3 separate regions of the Mus musculus genome follow, and regions 1 and 2 are each linked to region 3. Evidence: chromatin contacts called from public Hi-C and promoter capture Hi-C data. All regions are on one chromosome and are shown on one strand. Each heading gives the region's core, a stretch centred on a gene start, on an enhancer-like site or on the middle of the called end of the contact. The rest is flanking DNA. Distances are from core to core; before and after follow the strand shown.

Evidence for each region. Promoter capture Hi-C pulls out the DNA fragments that hold promoters and counts their contacts. Hi-C and Micro-C count contacts between places; a contact is called where the count stands out from the background.
Region 1: a contact with region 3 is called in a promoter capture Hi-C map of hippocampal neurons, with 4 times the contacts expected there. The contact joins the promoter of Stab2 here to the promoter of Arl1 in region 3. A contact is called at or near these places in 3 of 39 promoter capture datasets (the 3T3-L1 cell line and hippocampal neurons).
Region 2: a Hi-C map of uterus shows a contact between it and region 3, with 5 times the contacts expected there. The contact joins the promoter of Uhrf1bp1l here to the promoter of Arl1 in region 3. A contact is called at or near these places in 8 of 39 promoter capture datasets (the C10 cell line, embryonic stem cells, hippocampal neurons and 3 more), 2 of 484 Hi-C or Micro-C datasets (CD4 T cells and uterus) and 1 of 115 datasets of contacts at active chromatin or transcription factors (the SCID.adh cell line).

What each region holds. Positions count from the first base shown.
Region 1 is chr10:87,006,175-87,010,092 of GRCm38.p6, forward strand. Stab2 (stabilin 2) reads right to left here and starts at 1,768. Exons shown (of 69, transcript NM_138673.3): 1 at 1,603-1,768. The coding sequence starts at 1,707. All of the region lies in intron 2 of Gm16271 (predicted gene 16271), which reads left to right.
Region 2 is chr10:89,742,795-89,746,643 of GRCm38.p6, forward strand. It overlaps Uhrf1bp1l (UHRF1 (ICBP90) binding protein 1-like), which reads left to right and starts at 2,197. Exons shown (of 21, transcript NM_029166.2): 1 at 2,197-2,494. The coding sequence starts at 2,451.
Region 3 is chr10:88,729,946-88,734,004 of GRCm38.p6, forward strand. It overlaps Arl1 (ADP-ribosylation factor-like 1), which reads left to right and starts at 1,469. Exons shown (of 6, transcript NM_025859.3): 1 at 1,469-1,619; 2 at 3,598-3,735. The coding sequence starts at 1,616. Gm4925 (predicted gene 4925) reads right to left here and starts at 1,156. Exons shown (of 1, transcript NM_001037166.2): 1 at 1-1,156. The coding sequence starts at 771. The coding sequence ends at 373.

The DNA.
Region 1 (3,918 bases), core at 518-3,017, 1.7 Mb before region 3:
GGGGGAAGGATTGTGGGCCCTGAAGGAGCAACTCCACAGGAAGTCCTACAGAGCCAACTAACCTGGACTCTTGGGGCTATTAGAGATTAAGCCACCAACCAAAGATCGTACACAGTCTGGACCTAGGCATATGCAGCAGATGTGCTGCCTGGTCTTCATGTGGGTCCCATTAGAGCTGGGGCTATCCCAAAAGCTGTTGCCTGTCCATGAACTATGTTCTTCTAGCTGGGCTGCCTTGTCTAACCTCAATGGGAGAGGATGCACCTAGCCCTGCAGAGACTTGATATGCCAGGGTGGGGGATACCCAGGGGTGCCTCCACACTCTTAGAGATGTATGGGTGGAAAGATTGTGAGAGGGGGTGACCAGGATGGGGAGACAGAGAGAAGAATGCAGAGTGAATGAATGGATGAATAAATAAATAAATAAAGTATATATATATATATATATATACATACATATATATATATATATATATATATATATATATATATATATATATATTTGTCTCACATAAATCTGTTTGTCTATCTATCCTCTATGTATCTATGTAACTATCTATGTATCTATCTATGTATCTATGTATCTATGTATCTATCTATCTATGTATCTATCTATCTATCTATCTATCTATCTGACTTTCAAATTACTGTTTTCAAATGAAATAACTCATTTTACAAATTTAAGCCAACAGAAGAACAGACTCAGCTTAGAACAATGGTCAAGGCCAAGTGCCTGCACACAAGCAGGCCCTCCATGCTGAATATAATTGCGACAGCAATCCCTACCAACTGAAGCTTAGTGGGATTAGTTTGCTTGCTTACAGTTGAATGGCTAGTGTAGTGGGCAGCCCAAAGGCCTATCCTCTGAAATATTTTGAAGTCGCCATTGAAATATGCCCCTCTCTAACTTCTGGACTGGAGAGGTACCCACTGTGCTGTCTGCCACATTCTCAGGAAAGTGTCCTCAGAGCCAGAGTGAACTTGTAACACAGCAGCTCTATCTGCTGCTGAGATCCCATACTCCAAATACTGCTTATATAATTTTCCTGAGATTGCTCATCACCGAGACAGGTATGGCACCCGTGTGAGCTTCTCTCGAGTCTTTAAGGTCACCGTGGTCCCCCCACTCCAGTGGAGGATGGAGGAAGGCATGTGTGAGTGCCTGATGGATTTTGAAAATGTTTCGGATGCTTCCTGTTATCAACAGGGCGTCACCTCTCTACCCTGGAATTCCCCTGGTCACTCTCCTATAGCTATGCTCCATTTCTACATTTGGGAAGATGGCTGATAGATACCCAGAGTGATAAGGTAGCCCAACAAAGCCCAGAACATGCAGCTGCTCTGCCAGGGAAAGAGAAATGTCAGTACTAAAATCAGAGATGCCAGCTGAGGAGTGAGCACAGCAGACAAGAAACCGCCAACCCAGCCAGCCCCAGAAAGACAGTGCCTCTGGCTTAGGATCTTAGTCTTGTAAGCTTTTTCTTGATTTTAATGAAGCCCAGGTAGGGCTTTTTGACCAAGATTATATGGGAAAACAAAAAAAAATCGTCTAGAGTACATTGTGAAAGTTAACAAGTAAACGCACAGGAATGTTTATCTTACCAGTTCTGGGGCTTCAGTTGGGGAGCAGGCATTTTGCACAAGCAACCCCAGGAAGATGAGGATTAAAGGCAGCAGCTTGCCGAGGAGAAGCTTGCTCCTTGCCATGCCAGGCTCCCCTCAGGGTGACCTCACGATTTCAACTCCTCTGATGAGTGCCAGGAGAACTCTGTCTGCATTTAAATCTTTTCCTTTCCCTGGTTAGGAAGGGAAAGTAGGTGAGGCCAGGCTGAGAAACCACAGGAGCTCAGTGGAGTTGGCAACTCTGAGCTGTATATAAGTCCTGGCTGAGTGACAGGATTTCCTGAAGGGGCTGAGGCAGAGATCTGACCTGGGATTTCTGTGCCTAGCGGAACAACTAGGGATGGTCCCCTCCTATCGCTGTGGCGGATCTGCACTGGACCTGCCTGCAGCCCTTTCCATACCATACCACACCACAGAGAACTCCAGGCCTTTCCATTCCAACATATAGGTTCAGATTTTCTGTAGGGAGAATCTGTAGGAGTGCCCATCACTGTGCATAGACTCAGACACGGAGAGAATGTTCCAGAAGCCTGGTTCCTGCCTTGGAAGACAGCAGTGTCTTCATCCTCCTGTGTTTGCCAAAATTCATGTTGGTGCTGACGGTTGGGTTTTCCACCCACTCTTCTCTTAAAGATTATTGAAGCAGTGAGTGACCGAGCCTGCTCCTTTAATGTAGCCCTTCAAGGATGAGTAAGGCCATTTCTCCCAGGAAGACTTTCTCTTCTGCTCCTCCTGAATTTTTGCACACCCGTGTCATGAAAGCACAGATACACATATTGCAATCCATCTGTCTGTCTGTCCTTCTCCCTTGCCAGTTGTGAATTTCTTGAGGGCAACGGCACAGTGTCACTCTTTTCTGCACTGCCACTGCTTAAAGCCTAGAGCAGAAAATAAGGCTTGAGAATAATAAAAATAACAACAGCCAACACCCTGGAAACTCACTAGGTGCCAGGCGCTGTTCTAGTCCTCTCGGTGATTAGGGACAGGGAACCTGTAGGCCAGTCTGTGGGGGTAATTTCTTGATTAATGATTGATGTGGGAGGGTCCAGCCCACTGTGGGCGGTGCCAGCCCTGAGCAGGTGGTCCTGGATTGTATAAGAAAACAGGCTGAGGAAGCCAGGTAGAGCAAGCTGATGAACCCTGGTCCTCTGTGGTCTCTGCATCAGCTCCCATCTTCAGGTTCCTGCCCTGACAGCCTTTTATGATGGATTGTAAGCTATGATGTGAAGTAAACCCTTTCCTCATATAAGTTGTTTCTGGTCAGATGTTATTGAGGCAGTAGAAAGCAAACAAGGACAGCCAGTGCCTTGATTCTACAGCTGGGGGATGGCTGACCCAGCCCTGTATCCAGAGTCCGTGTTGTTTCCCACCGCCTTCTGCCCCTCACACACACACTGGGTAGATCCCCACCCCTGATGGAGACCATGGTGGGCCAGAGTCAGACCCACTATAGGAAGCATGACATCTTGGATCATCCACAAATAGGACACTGAGTTAACCTGTAGACTCATGGCAATAGAGTTGGTTAAATGCCCTTGTTTCTCTATAGCCCTGCTCCAAGTTTTTACAGGCCATATTGAGCTCCAGTCACCAGAGAGCTTTCTAGCATAGACCCTTTGGTAAGTAAAGGGGAGTCATGGATATTCATATCTCAATGAAATTCCACGTGGCTGCTCATTAGAATCACCAGGGAGAGTCTTAAAACCCTAATACCCAGTGTGTCCCCAGAGAAGCCACCTTGAGCTCCTCAGAGGGAGGACAGGTGAGAACTTCTTGAGGCTTCCTAAAGAAATCGAGTGATTTATTCACGGTCAATAAGATGGTGTGATATTGCCATAGTAACAGATACCTCAGTTTTCTTACTTGATCAGGATCTCTGCTCATATGGGTGGCACACCACTCCATGTGTGTCTGATCTTGTTTGACTAGAATATTACTTGAGGAGGAACAGTGTGAGAGCAACGAGATGCTGAAGGCCAACATCCCGTCAGCCATGTTCCCTCATCTAATATACCAGAGAGAGATAGATATGTCAGAAGTCTCTTTCTGGTACCTTTTCTTCTAGAAGGCTTGGAGTGTGATCTGCTCCAGGAACAGTTGTGATATTATGTTTCTAGTCACTGTTTAGTTCTGGGAGAAGTTTTATGTTCTCTGGAGAAGAAAGCCCTCACCAGGGGCCTGAGGAAGCCTTTTTTCCCAGGTTGACTGTTCCTGTTAGACTAGTTTGAGGGTCTGATTCCTACAACAGAGAAACAGTAGGAACAAGGAAGAAACAGCTCAACTTTGAGGATGTTT
Region 2 (3,849 bases), core at 947-3,446, 1.0 Mb after region 3:
GTATGTCTGTGTGAGGGTGTCAGATCTTGGAGTTACAAACAGGTATGAGTCACCATGTGGATGCTGGGATTTGAACCCACTTCCTGTAGAAGAAGAGCCAGTGCTCTTAACCACTGAGCCATCTCTCCAGCCCCTATGCTAAAATGATGAAGGCAGGGAGCTGCTGTATTAGAGTTATTATGACTCTGTAGGAAGTCCAGGGCAGAAGAAAGGTGTCTGTGGGTGTTGGCAGTTTGAAGTACACTAGACTATCCAGTCTGTACTGTGCTCAGAGGCTGTCCGAGCCTCAAGAACTTCCTTGTGTTCTGTTGCTCTATGTTTGTTTGTCCTAATAGTTCATAATCAGGGCGAAGCAGGAGGTTTGGCTAGCCTTTCTTTGCCCCTCCCCACACCCTATGTTTGGTTTGTCAATCAAATGTTACTTTTAACATTTATTCCTCTGCAAATACAGCTGATTTCCACCTAATCATTTCTAAGAGAAGAAACTTCAGGTCAACTGAAGAAAAGGGTTGGGCCGGGGGATAAGGGATGTTATCTTACTGAATCAGAGACTGGGGACAAGGGATGTTATCTTACTGAAGCTCAGAGACGGAGAGGAGCAGGGTTCTGGGCAGAGACTGGGAATGAGTCACCCAGCTAGGGACAAGACCTGGCTGGCTGCAGGCGGCCTTCGCTAGTCTAGTAAGGCTCTGAAGTACAACCCATCACTGTCATGCCAGCTTCCAAGTAGGAGTCAGTCCCAAGACAGGCATTTTTATGAGTTGTTATGGATCCTATGTCCAAGTAATAAAATCTTGGCTTTGTAGTTATTTTTATTTTTTTATTTTTTCAAGAGAAGGTGTTGCTAAGTAGATCATGGTGACCTCAGACTTGTAGCACTCCTCCTGCCTCTGTCCCCGAAGGGCTGACATTACAGACCCATGTGTCACTACACCCAGCTTGGTTCCCTTCAAACAGCTCAGATTGCTTTCATCCTTGCACAGTATTTGTGTTAGCAGATTCTTGTTACCCTGGCATGCTTCAAGCATTGTGAACTCTAATGCTGCTTCTTCCCACCTCAAATGGCTACACTGTCTCTCTCTCCCACCTGTTTATGAAATATTTTAGTGATTTATATCTTTTTCAAAACCTGCTTCTACAACAGGTGGCCAGACAATATGGCCCAGACACACCAACAGTACCTACTAGGGCCCCTACCAAACCATCCCTAAGGGCAGACACTATATTTTAAAGATGATTAAAAGTGAGGTTAACGGCTGAGAGAGCTGGCTTAGCAGACAATACACTTGCCATTCAATCATCAGGACTTGAACTTGAGTCTCCAGAATTCACATGAAGCCAGAAGTCTGTAATCCCAGCACTCTTTAGGCAATATGGGAGAGGCAACAAGAGACCAACAAGAGGATCCTAGGAACCAGGTAACCTGGAGTACACAAGTAGCTGTTGAGGAAGAGATAGAAGAAAGTGAGGCACTACACCCAGGGCTGTTCTCTGACGTCCCCTTGTGTGACCAAAGTCACATTCATACATGAAGTGAAACTAAAGCTGAAAACAATCTTTCCAAGTTAACATAGCTAGAAAATATTAGAACCAGGACTTCATTTTGGGCATTCCATTTCAAAATTTCTACTAAGTGTGTCTATGTGTGTGTGTGTCCAGAGGATAACTTTCAAGGGCAGTTCTTTCCTTCATGGTGGTTTGGTCATCAAGTTCAGATCATCAAGCTTGCTTGACAAGTACTCTTGCTGGCTGAGAGCCATCTCACTGGCTCTAGACTTTCTAACTTCTAGGTCTTTAGGTATATTCGGTTAAATATGACATGCTGTCAATTTTACTTCCTTTAAGGTTAGACCAACGAATGGAAACATTAAATTACAGCCGTTAGTCTAAGGGAAGGATCTTGGTAAAAGAAACTGAGATTAAAAAGCTGAAATGGCCAAAAGAATAACATAAACAGAGCTACTTGTAGAGCAGAAAGTTGAGTTCGGAGGAAATGAAGAAGCAAGACTAGGATGTCAGCGAGAGAGGCACAGACAAGATGAAAGGGATGAAGAAAAGATGAAAGCCCAAGTACCAACTAGGAAAGGGCAGCGGAGGACCTAGTGGGAGTCCGAAGTAGGCAGGGCTGAAGATTCCCGGAACTCCCACAGGTCCCGCCCACCTCGAGCTCGCTCCGCCCCCCCGACTCCTCTCCCCGCCCCCGGTCTCTTAGGTGATGCTGCAGCCAAGATGGCGCTGGCGGCGGCCGCGGCGGCCTGAGCGTCATGCTTCGGGCTCTCGGCGGCGGCTGCGGCGGCTGTGGCCTCGGCCAGGCCCTCGAGTCTCTTCTGAGAGTGATCTCTCCGGCGCTTCTCCTCCGGGCCGGTGAGGCGGGACCGAAAGAAGACTGCCGCGAAGTGAGGAGGCTGTGAGGAGCGACAAGAGAGCGGCGCTCCAGCCCGGCGGGCACCATGGCTGGGATCATCAAGAAACAGATCCTGAAGCACCTCTCCAGGTCAGCGAGCGCTCGGGGCCGGTCCCGTCCGCTGGCCGCCGGTTCTCGGGTCCAGGTCGCAGGTTCGGGCTCTGCCGGTGCCGCTGGCGCCCCCGACCGGCCTCCGGAGTCACGCGGAGGGCGGCGGGGCTCGGCGGGCCGGGGTCTCCTCCTCCGCCGGGGGCCGCTCCTGCGCCGAGGCTGGTGACGTCCCCGGCGTCACTCAGGTGCTGGGTGGATGGGGTTGGGCTGGGACCCGGTCCGGCTCGGAAGCTCCCGGGGCTCGGAGCCGAGCGGCTCCGTTAGCCGAGGACTGGGGTGTGTGTGTGCCAGTGAAACGTTAACCTTGGGATTGTTCTCGGTGCCCCCTACCTGGCGTCCCCGCTCCGCTGCACGGGAGGGTGTGCTTGTTTGCACAGTTCGGATTTGTTTTAGGGGAAATTAAGCAGGACTTCTCCGCTTCGGCCAGTTCTCCGTGGAAGTCGTTTTCAGTCCCGCATCGCGTTCGTTCTTGCTGCAGAGTTTTCCGATTTTGTTCCGCGACCCTTGAGTTCAGGGAGTTAACGTCCCTGGTGTTTAAACCCCAGACGTGTCACTCTTTCCATTTCATAACACAGTTTTAGTCAGAAACATGACTCAGTAAACTGGCAGTTTGTTACTGCTCTTGGCTTCTCCATATTTGTCTCAAGAAACAGGCTAAATGTAGGACCCTGTTCCAAGTTGGTGACAGAGAATTAAAAGCTCTTGGTTAGGATCTCTTTCTCTCCTCTGTTATTTGTAAGTTAATGAATGCTTTTAACTGATTAAAGGAACGTTCTCAGGTTTAATGATAGACTTGTATAGTAAACATGTCTTCATTTTCTGGATATGTGTGTGTGTGTGTGTAATACATATATATATATTACAGTTGAGAACATATTGAACAAAACAATACTATGATTCAGCAGATATTTTCCTGACATTATATCTTTATATTGAATAAAATTTAATACACACAGTATGTATACATAAAGTATCAAACTATAGCAAAGTTTGTGACCGTGTGTTTGGTTCTTAGTATCACTAATTAGAGAGAGAGAGAGAGAGTGAGTGTGTGTGTGTGTGTGTGTGTGTGTGTATTTAAACAGGTTAAGTAGCTCAGGCTGTCCTGAAAATAAATCTCAGGCTACCCTCAAGTTCAGTGTCATCCTGCCTCACCTTCCTGAGTGCTGAGATTACAGGTCTGTGCTACCATGCTTTGTTGGATTTTTTTTAATTATATAGATAGTGCAATACTGAGTCATCTTATTTTGAATAATGTTTATTACTTAGGGTGAGTCTGACTCATGAGATACACTTCGCCCTTGCCTATTTCAAGAGCCATAAGAAAATTCAGA
Region 3 (4,059 bases), core at 219-2,718:
GGCCGGGAGGTGGTGTTGCACGCCTTCAATCCCAGCACTCGGGAGGCAGAGGCAGGTGGATTTCTGAGTTCGAGGCCAGCCTGGTCTACAAAGTGAGTTGTAGGGCAGCCAGGGCTACACAGAGAAACCCTGTCTCGAGAAAAAAAAAAAAAAAAGCCCCAATAATGCTAGACTAAATCTTAGGCAGTTTGTAAATTTCCAAAAAGATGACCATTTTCATTATAAACCAGAACATAATAATGCAATGTTTCCATGTGGAAGAAAACTTCCTAAAAAAGGGCTATTATTATTTCCGGCGAAAACTCAAGAGCTTGAGATAATTGTACTTTTCTGTTTTGAGAAACTTAACAGAAAATAAGCCAATTTTTTTGTTCATTTTCTGCATTTGAAGTACTCTTCAATGACATCTTTCGCCTGAGATTCTTGGCCAAAGTCCTTAACCACCACACAGCTGCAACCTATCACTTTCCGAGGTTTCCCCTTTCGATCAATTTTGCAGAGGCCTACCCATTCCCCCAGCTTCTTGTTGTCATCAACCTTAATTAGGTTGATCTGGTGCTCAGCACAGAGGGTTTCCACCAACTTGATGTACATAGGTTTATCACAATTGGATGCAAGCACACAGAGATGGGCTTGGCGCTTGCCTAAGGCTTTGGCAGCTTCGTGAATTCCTCGCGCTAGGCCATCGTGGACCAGGGCGGTCTTCAGCACCTCTTGCAAAGCCGTATTGACGTCCATGACAACTCCAGCAGCAGTGCCTTCCTTAGCCATGGCGTGGGTTACAGGTGGATCCGACCTGGAGCGCGCCTCGAGCCTCTGAGAGGCTGCGCAGAAGCAAGACGCGTTTCTAAGAATTTTAAGAAACACCAAACCCTTTCACTATCGAAAACTACCTAACTTCCAACTCAAGTTGCAGGAGGCAAGAAGTTCCCAGTTCTGCGGAGGCGGAAGGGTGGTCGGTCAGGTGGCCACCCAGAGATCAAAAATTAGACACCTCGGGTACGAGGGTGCCCCGTGTTGGTGGTATGCAGTGACTGCGGGTGAGCTTTCTCGTTATTATTACGTAACCCTGGCTCCTCCTGCGGGAATGCATTTAGAGGAAAGTGGACCGCCTCCGCAGATGTGCAACCACCGGGACGCTGCAACCAGCGCCAGCATTCTGTGCCTTCGCTTTATCGAGCTTTTATTTTCCGTTGGCCGATTCGCCACTTTATGATATCAGAATTTAACACGAAAAAGTCTCATTTTAATATTTGAGAAGGCCTTATTGTCCAGAAAAGTGGAATCAGGAAACACTTTTGTCTTAAATTTTTTTTTGTTATAGTTGTGGCGTTCATTTCTGCTACGCTCAGAGCGCCTGGGAGTTGCATCGAAAGCGCCGACGCGGACGCCCAGACCTCCGTGTCCAGCGCGCAGTCGCAGTGGCCTTTCGCCCCGGCTCCCGCCCCCGCTGGGTGGACGACGTGGAAGTTGCTGGCCGACCAGGCTTGGAGGAGTCCGCTTCGGAACCGGAGTCCGGGAGTAGCGGAGGTGGCGGCGCCCAGGCTCAACTAGGAGTCGCTGCCGAGTCCCGGCCTGTCTCTGAGGATCGGCGAGGGCGCGGCGGCGGTTCATCATGGGTGAGGAGCGTGGGAAGGGCGTCAGGCGACCGAGGGGACCGGCCGGGCCGCGGGGCAGCTCTTCGCTACCTTGGCTCTTCACCTGCAGGGAGATTCCGCCTCCCGGCTCGGTCCTTTGCACCCGCGGGGTCCGGACTGATCCCAGCCCGGCCTTTTCCCCTCATCCTGCATCCCCCATCTCGGTTGGGTAGGCGGAACGGGGCGTCGGGTGCCTGGCAGCCAGGCAGCTGAAGGTTCACCGAGGTGTCTGATCCTTCGTGGAAGCTTGGTGGCATCGGGGTGGGTGTTGGGACTGCGTCACTTCTGAGAAACCCGAGGACCGGTGTTGTTTGTTGATCCTTGCGCTGCTCCTGTCTGCTCGCCCGCTGTAGTTAGCTGTCCGTAGATATGGTGGATGGAGTTAGGTGGATTGTGAAGTCCGGTGGGACAGGGAGTGAGATGTTCATGTCGCTTCGCTGATTCGCACTTCTCCAGGTGAGGGAACTACGGTAGACGTCCGAGCGCACCCGACGGTGGTGATGCTCCGGTACAGGTGGAGCTTCTAGGAGTTGCAAAATCTTCGGTTTCTGTCAGTATTTACTCAGTTTTCTCAGAAGTGTGTGGATCCGGTGCATTATAGTTCCGTTCGGTTCTCTGTAACCTTTCGGCGTTGTTTTTCCAAATCTAGACGTCTAAACGGGCAAAAGGACTTTGTCAGGTCACACCCATTCTTTCTGTATACAGCTTGCTCCGTGTTCGCTTTTCTAGAGTGGGCAGCTTTAATTCTGCCATTCCCCTCAAATAGCAAAGTGTAATATCTCTTCCTTTCTTCCTCCTCTCCTCTCCTCTCCTCTCCTTTCCGTGTGCGTGTGCGTTTGTATGCCTACAAGGGAGCGCTGTTGGAAGTCAACCCTTAGTATGCTAGGCAACGCCCTTCTGCTGAGCTGTATAGCCCCAGCCCTTTTAAAACTTTGAGATAGGATCTCACTAAGTTGTCAAGTCTTGAACGCAACTCACTCTGCAGCCAAAGGTGGCCTCAGACTCACTGCTATTGGTTTAGCCTCCTATTGGACCACTAGCCAAAAGGCCTTGCCTTTTATTTTTAAAATTGTGTGTGTATCCGTGTATATTATATGTTGAGCATATTCTTCATATCCCCCACGTTTCCGTTTTCTCACTTTCTATTGTGAATCTTTTTTTTTTTTTCCTCCCTTTAGTGACTTTTGAAGGCAAAGTATTTGTGCCACAAATGCTTTTACATCTCAGGGTGCCTTGGGTACATAAAGGTTCCTGGGAATATTTTATAAAGTAGTGAATGTCGGGGTTTTTTTTTTTGTTTTTTTTTTTTTTTTTTTTTTTTTTTTTTTTTGTCTAAAATATGAGTTTCTAATGCACTCAGGAAACAGAGGCAGGCGGATCTCTATGTGAGTTTGAGGCCAGCCTGGTCTACATGCTGATTTCCAGGGCATCGAGGGCTGCAAAGTAAAAGATCCTATCTCAACAAATACTGCCCCCAAATAATAATAAGCAAGCAACAACAAAAGTGGTTTGTTGAGGCAGTTCTGTGGGTTAGTGGAGAGTGCCCTAAAAGTTTATATTGGTACTGCCACTGTACAGTGAGTGCTCTGTCACTCAGAGCACCCCATTGTGCCGCTTTTCCCCTGCCTGGCGCTGTGGTATCTACGGGTAAGAAGGAGACTGCACTAAGTTACCGTGTCCTTATTCTATTGATGAGAAAATGAACTGGACTCCTGAGGGGCAGTGTCTAAATGTCTGATGATGTGATCTGACTGCCTGACATTTCTCAGGACCTGGGAACTTCACGTGTTACTGTTTGCTGTTGAATAACATCTTTCATTGGAAGCAAGAGTATCTACCTGTGCCTTCAGGACAATGTTTTGATATTTAATTGGGCATATAGCTTTCAAAAGGCTAAATGTTTTGCGGACCTAATTTACAAGATGACATCAAATACATTTTTGCTTTTATTATCTTGTAGGTGGCTTTTTCTCAAGTATTTTTTCCAGTCTCTTTGGAACCAGAGAAATGAGGATTTTAATTTTGGGATTAGATGGTGCTGGAAAAACAACAATTTTGTACAGGTTACAGGTTGGAGAAGTTGTTACTACTATTCCCAGTAAGTATTGGTTTAATAACACTTTTCATGTTTCTATCTAATACAGCTTTCTGAATAAACGAGTCATATGATGGGGGTTTGTAAACTTCTACTATGGAAATGATACTGACAATGCTTAAAAAAAAAACCAAAACAAAACAGCTAAGAAGCATTTTGGTGCAATTTAAGGTTCCCTGCCTAGGTATACAAACAGGCTTCTCTGTTTAGAGCTATAGTTGGTTTAAGTCTCTAAATCGTTACTGCTTAATGAAGATACTGTCTGTCTACTGGATTTGAGGAGTCAATGAGGCGTATAAAGTACTTTGCTAACTTGTATGTTGATGG